2 separate regions of the Macaca fascicularis genome follow, and region 1 is linked to region 2. The links are chromatin contacts, called in public Hi-C maps. All regions are on one chromosome and are shown on one strand. Each heading gives the region's core, a stretch centred on a gene start, on an enhancer-like site or on the middle of the called end of the contact. The rest is flanking DNA. Distances are from core to core; before and after follow the strand shown. Region 1 holds the start of BCL6 (BCL6 transcription repressor). Region 2 holds the start of LPP (LIM domain containing preferred translocation partner in lipoma).

Region 1 (5,050 bases), core at 1,738-4,237, 400 kb after region 2:
AACACATTGATTTGGCAAAAAGCAGTAGGAAAATGTGGCATTCTGGCACTTGGTCCCACAAATAATGTGCTGGGAAGATCTGAGGTCCCTGGTGATGAGGTTAATTATATATAAACCAGGCCTGGTGGGTTCTCCCTCTAGGGGCTCACTGCAGAGAATTAAAGAGGGCTGAGGTATGAGAAGGGTGAATTCTTTCCCAGCCCCCACTCCGGCTGGTTCTACTACTGCCTTAGGGAGCAGATTTCCCTTTGCTCTGCAGCGCCCCCATGGGGCTAAGAGTGGAGTGGCAAAGGAACACAGGAGGGACAAGCTGTGTGTGTTTCAGGTTTGGGGGGGGCGGTGGATGAGGCTAAATGGCAGTTTTGACAAAAAAAAAATGTGACCAAAAATCAGAAAAGTAATCTTTTGAAGGACCAATAATAGGGCAGAGCTATACAATTCACATTCCAAACCATATAGATAAATCTCAGAAATCCCAAAGTGCTAATTGCTCATAAAAGAAAAAATTATCACACATATAAACACACAAGGAAAATCCCTTCCGCAAAGTCGGGGTGTCATTTTGCATCCAGTGGGGTTCATTTTAATCTCTTTGAAAATGAGAAGGAAGGGGACTCAAATGAAAAAGCAGATAGTCTGCCTTCTGGCAGAATAAATCTGAACTTGACAATATCATGTGTCTTTGGGGGTAAAACGTACATTTCAACAAGAGTGACAGGATTAGGCCTATGTACATTTTTCAAAAACCCTTCACAAGACAGGCTTTTCTGCAGAGGCTGCAGTAATCCATCTGTCAATAAGTATTAAAATATTCAAATTTCACAGGGACAGACACTCAACGCATGTTTCCTAAGCTCCAGCCCTTGTGGAAAATAATCAACCTCTTTGCACCTTTCTGGGTTTTAAAACCTAAAATACAGCCTTTAAAAATGTGTGTGTGTTGTGGGGTAGTGGGGTGCATTGCCAACAACATTTTCAGTGATACATGGAACTTCTTACGGGACTGTCAATGAAAGAGATTTTCCAAATATCCCAGCAAACAGCAATCTTTCACAGCTCTGATCTCTCCTCCATTATAAACCCAAATTTTGGGTTGGGATAGGTAGATTATTTTAAGACATATCTTTATTAGAAATTAACAAGTGACGAGATTTTGTGGAACCTTTAAGAACTCATCTGTAATTTAATAAGTCGCTTGAAGGACTCTCATAGCCAAGGCTCAGAACAGCCTGACCTTTGAAAGCTGCTTCTGGTCCAAACATTTTGGGCTAATTCTTGAGGAATCTGAAATATTATTTTCCCCTCACACCCTTCTTTTAAGAGAGAGACATAAAAGAAACAAGAGTCTCCCTTATTCAGGGATGAGTAGGAGGGAAAAAACCCCAACCAACATTTAAATAAGGAAACTAGCAGCTCTGAACAAACAAACTAGGACCCACAATGAAATGATTCTGCACTGCAATTGCCTTTAAAAAGAAAGTAATAGAGAAAAAGAGAAGGAAAGATTTTCCCCTTCTTCTCTCCCCCCCCCCACCCCCAACTCAGCTTCAAAGCTAAGACGACTGTGCTGCGTGTAGTGCGTTGTAGTTGTAGCAGTCTGTTCTAAATACAGGCAGTATCTGTGATACTGGCACGGCAGGCCTTTAGAATTCCCTCCGGCTGATCTCTTAAACACAGACTGAAGAGATTTTTTTACAACGACCTTGAAACGAGCCCCGAAAAAAACTATCAAGACCTTAAGAGAAAACAAAACACAAACAGGTATGTGGCTCACAGAATTTTGTAGAAAACACACACACATACCCCCCTACCCCCTACACACACACACACACACACACACACACACACACGTTTCTTGCAACAAGAAATTTCCTAAGAGTCAACAATAACAGATTAAACCCACCACTTGCTGTCCTGGAAAGAAACAAACCAAACCAAAACAAATCCTTTGAACATTTCTCTCAAGTGCAGGAGAGACACACTTCAGCAAAAGTCCAAGGGGAAAAAGAAAATTGCACCAAAGGAAAAAAAAAAAAAAGTGGGGGCTGGGATTGTTACATATGGCCAAAAATTTAAGCTTCTTTCAACAGTGTTAGTATTGAAATAACACATCTTCTTTAAAACGCTTGAGAGATTAGATAGGGAAAGAAAAGGCACGCACAAAAAAATCCAACCGATGCCGATCCTATGATTTACGTAACACCACAAACTTGCAAAAGGCAAAAAATCAGAAGCAAAAATCCATAAACCATCAAAATACAGCAACCAAAAATCCCAAGCCACCACACCAGAAAGAAAAAACCCCAGAACGACAGCAAAAACCCCTGTCCTAAATAAAAATAAAGCAAATGAACCCACCGAAAACTGCTTGGCAAATATTTTTCTCGTGGTGCCTAATATTCTAGCTGGAAAGAGCTGTGGTGTTTATTGTTTTTTTTTTTTTTTTCTCTCTCTCTCTCTCTCTTACTTGCCTCTCTAACCCTACTATATATAACATACTTTTTCCAGTGGTTCAAACCTCTCGCTCCCTTTTGTGCATTTAGCTCGATCTGCTGAGTTTATGGGTAAGAGAGGAGGAATTAGCCCCAGACCCAGGGAAAGCAAAGCGCACTCCCCCTCTTATGTCACCGAATAGCAAATTAGTTCTCAGAATTCCAGAGGCCGAGCTTTGCTACAGCGAAGGCGCCGACGTCACAGAGGAGGAGCCCACGTGACGGTGGCGGAGCAGGCCATACCATCGTCATGGGTCCGGGGAGGGAGAGCCATATTCAGGCCCCTCGAACCTCGAACCGGAACCTCCAAATCCGAGACATTCTGCTTATGAGGACCTCGAAATATGCCGGACAGTGAAAAAATCTTGTGGCTTTGAGGGCTTTTGATCGGCCAGGGGAGGTAAAAAGCTCAGAGAGCTGACACCAAGTCCTCCCCTGCCACGTAGCAGTGGTAAAGTCCGAAGCTCAAATTCCGAGAATTGAGCTCTGTTGATTCTTAGAACTGGGGTTCTTAGAAGTGGTGATGCAAGAAGTTTCTAGGAAAGGCCGGACACCAGGTGATTATTGCTGTTGCTGCCGCCGCCGCTGCTGCTGCTACTGCCGCCGCCGCCGCTGTTGCCGCTGGTGCCGCTGCCGCCGCCGCTGCTCATGATCATTATTTTACCTTTTAATTCTTTTTTTTTCCGCTCTTGCCAAATGCTTTGGCTCCAAGTTTTCTATGTGTATCTATTGATATAAATGTATATATTTATTTATTCTAGCTGTCAGGTGTTAAAATAAATGCCGAAGATTAGTCCCACGTCTCTCCCACTCTAGGATATAGATTTTTATGTATTTTTTATTATTATTGTTGTCTTTGAGTGAATCGGCCGGTTCGGGGAGGCTTTTGCCACCCTCCCTTGTGTTGTTTTGGTTTTTGGAAAGGAGGTGGAGGCGAGGAAGGAGGGGAATTAGGGGGCGGCCGGAGCAGAGAGGACGAGACACTGCTTGGGGGTGATTCGGGCAAGTCTGGGGGCTGTCTGGCCCCAGACCGCGGAGAGGACGCGCGCTCGCGCTCTCGCTCTTTCTGCTGCTGCTTGCGTACGGCTTGTGATCTCTCTGGATTCGTGCGGCTGTGTTTTTTCCCTCTTTTCTCGCTTGCAAACTGCTTTCCTTGCTCCCTCGCTGCTGGCCTCCCCTTCCCTCCCTCCTCTTTTTCCTCGCCTCTTCTTCCTTCCCTTCCCCTGTCCTTCTGGGTAACTCCGGGAGGCAAAAAGGGAGGCTGCCCGCTCGCTCGCCCCGCTGGCTCTCTTCCATCGGCCTCGGTCTTTTAGATTCCCTGCCTTCGAGCCGAACCGAGATTTGGAAGGAAAAAATGCAAGCGAACTCCTCGGGTTTTTGTTTTTGTTTTTGTTGGTCATAAATCCAGATAAGATGAAGTATCGTGTCTACTATTTCCTTTCAGAGCCGTGATCTTCCTAACGAGAGCCGAGTGTTTTGGTGTCCCCTGCCCCTGTGTTTTGGGGAGCTTGGGGGCGGGGATGTTGAACACTTTGAAAATTATTCTTTCTTGGTTGTAGTCGAGGGTGTCGGGAACCTCCGCGCGCTCTCCCTGCCCATCCCGAGGAGAGAGGCTGATGGCGGGACAGGGTTTCTGGGGTGGGTGGGAAAGGGGTGCGCATTGCACCTGCGATGCCTTTCAGTGTGCGGGGAGACTCAGGGAACCGCGACAGGACAGCCCGGGAGAACGAGAAAGGTGGCGGGATTTCTGGCGGCCGCGGTGTTTGTATTTTGGGTGCTGCGTGACTCTGTGTTGGCTCCCAATGGCTGTTCCCTCCCTTTCCTAAATTTTATTTTATTTTTTTCCCATGGTACAAGCTCTGTAAAAAGGGAGCTGCCTGCTTGAGCGTAGTGGACGCCAGGCTTCAGATTCCCGAGGTCCTTACCTTGGGCGAGGAGAAAGACGAACAGAGCCCCAGCCCGCGTTCCTTATGTGCAAGACTCGGGAGGAGAGAAGGGCACTTTGTGGCTGTGGCTGGGGGGGACCCGGCGCGGGAGGAGCGGGCGCGGGCGCGAAAGGGAGATCTTTGTGAGTGATTTTGCAAAAATAGATTGTGAGGTTGGTTGGATTTGCAACCTGTGGCTCTCCTCGAGGGAGTAAGAATGGGGGAAGGCGGCGGCGGCGGCGGCCCGGGGAGGGAGTGGGTAGAGTTGGAGCCTCAGAAATCGGCTGAGCTCCGGGGGCGGGCGAGGAGAAAGGAGGGGGCGGGCAGCAGGAGCTAGGGGCCACCCCGCTGCCGGATGTAGTGACCGTGGTAAATGTCTTGAGAACTGTGGGTTGCGTTGCCTTTATGATGCCGTGTTATTGGAACCCTGGCGAAAAATGGAACTAGTGTTGCAATAATGAGTTTTAAAGCTCCCCCATGGAAAACAAAAACACAACCAAACCGATTTTTTAAAAAAATGAAATAAGACCCTCTGTGTTGTGTTCCCTTCTACGATGGTTGAGTTGGTGGCTGGGGTTTGGGGGTGGGGGGTCCTGACAGTTGAGCAGATAAATGACCCCAAACCAGGTGCTG
Region 2 (4,672 bases), core at 365-2,864:
GCCTCAGCTGCCCCAACTGTAAAATGGGAGGACTTGGAGGAGTGGGTCTAGGCCCTTTCCGCTGTGACAACTGTGATTCCGCGAAAGCTCTAAGCGGATGGGCGTGGCCCCGCCCCCTGGGCGCCCAGAAAAGTCCGGGCAGGGGGCGCGCAAGGCTCCAACCCCGCCTAGCCTGGGGTCGACGCTTTCGGAAAAACTCTGGGTCCCCCTCCCCCATGGCGTGCACCCCGTGATTGGGCCGCGGCCGGCACTTCCGCACAGCGGGCCAGGCCAGAGCACGGCGCGCGCCCCGCGCTCCTGCCACCCCGGAGACGCTCGCGCCGGGGGAGGGCTGGGGGTTCCCGAGGCGCCCGCGGGCGGAGGGTGAGGGGAAGGAAGGATTTGCAACAATACCTCAGGGAGGAGGCAGCCGGGGCAGCGGCGGCGGCGGCGGCAGCGGCGGCGGCGGCTGGAGGCGGAGGCAGAGACAGAGGAGGAGGTGCCCGGGCACTCCCCCTCCCATTGTCCCCAGCCCCGGACAGGCCCTGCCCCGCGCCCCACACTGGCCTCCTCCAGCGCGCCGCCCGCGCCCAGCGCCCCGCGCCCCGCGCCCCGGGCCGTGCAGCCAGCCCTTACCTTGCAGCGCCCGGCTGTCCCCCGATCGCTAAAGCTACTTATCCCGGGAAAGCTCGCGCGGGACCCGGGAACGAACCCACAGACAAAAAGTGAAACTTCGGCAGGGCTGGAGCGGCTGCTGGTTGGTGCCTTTCCCCCTCCTTCCTCCCCACCGTCCCCACCCCCTCCCCGTGGTCTCCCGTGCGGTGCCCTGAGCGCTGGAGGCTGACGTCAGGGGCCTGAATTCCTGACTTTGCCTGCACGCATTTGTCCATGTAAGGTATGGGAAGGCGTGTGCCCGCGGAGCCGCCGCGCAGAGCTCGCCTGGCGGGGGAGGGGAAACCCGCAGCCGGCAGTGGCTTTGCCAAAAGGTGGGCGCACCGAGGGCATTGCATTTCCTGAGAGGAAGAGGAGGAGACGCGGGAATGCAGGGAGCTTGCAAAGGAGGAAGGGAAAGAGGGAGATGTGGAGACTTTACCCCTGCTAGAGGAAGAGGGAGGAGACGTAGGAGGAAGCGGCCGCGTCAGGGGCTCCTGGAAAATGGAAAAGCCTGCGTCTGCTATTAAGGCGTCAAATTAAGGCACTGAGCTTGAGTGGAAGAGATCCAGCCATGAAATCCCCTTCCAAGATTTTCCTCGTGAGCCCCGCCCTGGATTCCCAGCAAGACTGAAAACTTACAAGGTGTCAGAGCTGGCAAAGACCAACTTCCAACCCGTCCGCTTGGCACGTGAGGAAACTGAAGCTCTCCGAAGAGAAATGACTTGTACAGGGTCGTCACTCAACAGATCGAGGAGCAGGCCCAGGTGCTCTGCCTCCCACTTGGGTTGCCGCCTCCAGGAAGGGCCCTGCCTTCCTTTTAGCCCTGAGCCTTGAAGCAGGTTAGATGTCCGCAGGCTGCGCAGACCACCCAGTGATTTCTACTGCTCTTGGCCCAGAGCCAGTTCCTGGAAGGTCCTGGTTGACAGTGAGCCCTGAATATCAATGACAATCAGTTGCTCCAGGGCAACTTCCTCTGTTCTGTGCTCAAATATATGAATCCCTGGAGTTTAACGTTTACTTCTGAGCCCCGCCCAGAAAGCTTACTCTGTGCTTATAGCTTCAAAAAAGTCTGCGAACGGGATGAACTGGTTTGAATACAGACAATCCTGTTATTGGAAGGTTTGAGTTGGATTTTTTCCCCCCTCTGACATCTGTAAGGGTGAACGACGATGAGAACCACCACTTACTGTGTTAGGGGATTATGACGTGCAGCAGCCATTGCCTGGAAAGCACTCCATGCCCTGAGACTTCCTTTCCTTGTACTTCTCTCCTATTAATATCTAAAATCATCCCTCATGTTAGCATATAATGAAAGCAGTCTCTCACCCGGCTATTGCATCTTCAGGTGAGTTAGATAGGACAAAGCGTAGTCCCCCGCTTTACACTTCAGGCAAAAACTTAAGGAACGTTACTGGCCCAGCACCTGTCTTCCCCTCCTCCCATACGGGTCTCCTGACTAATCCCTTGATCTTTCTATACCTGGCCCTGACCTCTAGCAGGACATAATTCCATTCATAACTGTTGAGAGTACACCATGAACTACCGATTCATAAAAACTCCAAAAAGTGGGCCTTCTGAGGATGGATTTTAGTGGGATTCTTTTGACCAGGAATTAATAATGTAAAAACACACGTTATTGGATTTATTAAGCACCTTCCTTGTGCTTAATAAGTGTTTGAATTCAGACATTTCAGGGGTAAGACTACTTAACCTGTTCCTAACAACTGTCTAATGTTCACATACAAAAATATGAACATGGTTGGGCGTGGTGGCTCACACCTGTAATTCCAGGACGCCGAGGCGGGCAAATCACCTGAGGTCAGGAGCTGGAGACCAGCCTGGCCAACATGGCAAAACCCTGTCTCTACTAAAAATACGAAAAATTAGCCGGGCGTGGTGGCGAGCGCCTGTAATCCCAGCTGCTCCGGAAGCTGAGGTAGGAGAATTGCTTGAACCTGGGAGGCAAAGGTTTTAGTGAGTCGAGATTGCGCCACTGCACTCCAGCCTGAGGGACAGAGCAAGACTCTGTCTTAAAAAAAAAAAAAAAAAAAAAAAAAAGAGAGAGAGAGAGAGAGATAAGGTCGAGAATAACCACTCATTCCACAGAATAATAAAGAATTTATCTCTTTGCAACTAACATAGTTTGAAATGGGAGATATGAGCTCTTAGAGAGATTTTTTTCTGGGGTTTTAAAAAGGTCAGATCCTATCAAAACACAGTTCACTCACTCAAACATTTCAGCATACTCACATTCTGAGTACTAGGGTTTACTATGAAAAGAATTCCAGTGTTACATGAAGTAAAAATGGATTATCTCAATTCTCATGGAATATAACGGGACTTGCCCAGCATTTCCTTTCTTTTTCCTTCAGTAACCCACTTATAAAGAATAATAGGGTCCTAATGAGGATTAAGATTTAATAAAGTATAATTAGAGTTGTTCATTTCTTCCATCATACACATTATAAGAGTACTGTGCTGGATCCAGAAACGCTACTAATTATGTTGAAAGTGCTGTATGGGTGTGTTGGGGAAGATCACTGTTTCTCCTCCTGAAATGTTTATGAATTGCTCAGGTGAGCGTGGTGAGCATGGTGTTAGCATGAACATCATATAAGATTAACTACAAAAGATAATTTTGACTCGTGAGGAACTTCCCAGGAATATAACCACCCAAGTCATAATCTGGATGCTTAGTGAACCACATACAGCGTTGTTGTCAGTGCTAACCCCACCAAAAGCCTCATTCCCATTGACTGTTCCGGTTTCTTTCGTACTCTTACTTTTCTCAACCCCCTGTTACGACTTTCTGTGTGCAGGGGCTTGCACGAAATGGGAAGGTTGTATAAATTTGCACTCAGTGGTAGAAAAATACTGGTTTACCAATTCAGAGACTAAAAAAAAGCACAGAACTTCAGGTGTAGTGCGGGGTCATTTGGTCCAAGGATAGCACACTGGTGGCCTAAAGGCTACCAGCAGCATTTTCATGGGTTCAGTAATGGCATAAAAGACTTTCAGGCAAGCTGGGCTTGGGTCCTGCCTTTCATCTGCATCCATTACAGTCCTGTACACATGGCCTTTGTGGAGCTCATGCCAGTCCTTATTTTGGAGTGCCCAGCAATATTTTAAGGAGTTTTCATATACAATTCACTTAACTCTCACAAGACCCTTCTTAGGTTGGCATTATTATTTTTTTATTTTATCCATAAAGAAACTAAAGCCCAGGGAGTTTAAGTACTAGCTCTGTGTTAAGAGCTGAGTAAGCTCTTTTTATTTTTATTTTATTATTATTATTATTATTATTATTATTATTATTGAAATGGAGTCTCGCTCTGTCGCCCAGGCTGGAGTGCAGTGGCACGATCTCTGCTCGCTGCAAGCTCCACCTCCTGGGTTCACGCCATTATCCTGCCTCAGCCTCCTGAGTAGCCCGGACTACAGGCGCCCACCATCAAGCCCGATTTTTTTTTTTTTTTTTTTTTAAGTTTTTAAGTAGAGACGGAGTTTCACCATGTTAGCCAGGATGGTCTTGATCTCCTGACCTCGTGATCTGCCCTCGGCCTCCCAAAGTGCTGGAATTACAGGCGTGAGCCACCGCGCCCAGCCCTGAGCTGAGTAAGCTCTTACTCAGCTGAGGGTAGGTAAGCTAAAATTCCACGCTGATCCCTGGCAAGCTGGCACCTCGCTCACCCACTGTCGAGTGACCATCTGCTCTCAGTTTGAACACTCCAGCATAGGGAACTTATGATCTCCTACAGCTGACCAAGAGGAAAAGTTCTGAAGAGGCTACTAGAAAAGCAATAAGAATAAGAGGGCCATGGGTGATAGAAGGTAAATACCAATCTGCTGTTGCCTCTGAGAACCTAACACCCATCAGGCCAAATGCCTCTAGTATGGTTTGCACAGACCTTCATAATTTGGCACCTACTTGTTCCTTCAGCCTCATTTCTTCCAGGATTTTATGTGCCCCCACCCTCCACCCTGCTTCTAGTAGTTTTCCAAGCACATCTTACCTCTCCCTGCTTATCTCTGTTTGCAC

What was found. A called contact is a pair of places that touch in the nucleus more often than the background predicts.
Region 1: a Hi-C map of liver shows a contact between it and region 2, with 4 times the contacts expected there. The contact joins the promoter of BCL6 here to the promoter of LPP in region 2. A contact is called at or near these places in 2 of 2 Hi-C or Micro-C datasets (liver and skeletal muscle).

What each region holds. Positions count from the first base shown.
Region 1 is chr2:10,769,292-10,774,341 of T2T-MFA8v1.1, forward strand. It overlaps BCL6 (BCL6 transcription repressor), which reads left to right and starts at 2,988. Exons shown (of 10, transcript XM_045387171.2): 1 at 2,988-4,560. LOC102116457 (a long non-coding RNA gene) reads right to left here and starts at 2,593. Exons shown (of 2, transcript XR_001488400.4): 1 at 2,359-2,593.
Region 2 is chr2:10,373,626-10,378,297 of T2T-MFA8v1.1, forward strand. It overlaps LPP (LIM domain containing preferred translocation partner in lipoma), which reads right to left and starts at 1,615. Exons shown (of 11, transcript XM_074030782.1): 1 at 1,273-1,615.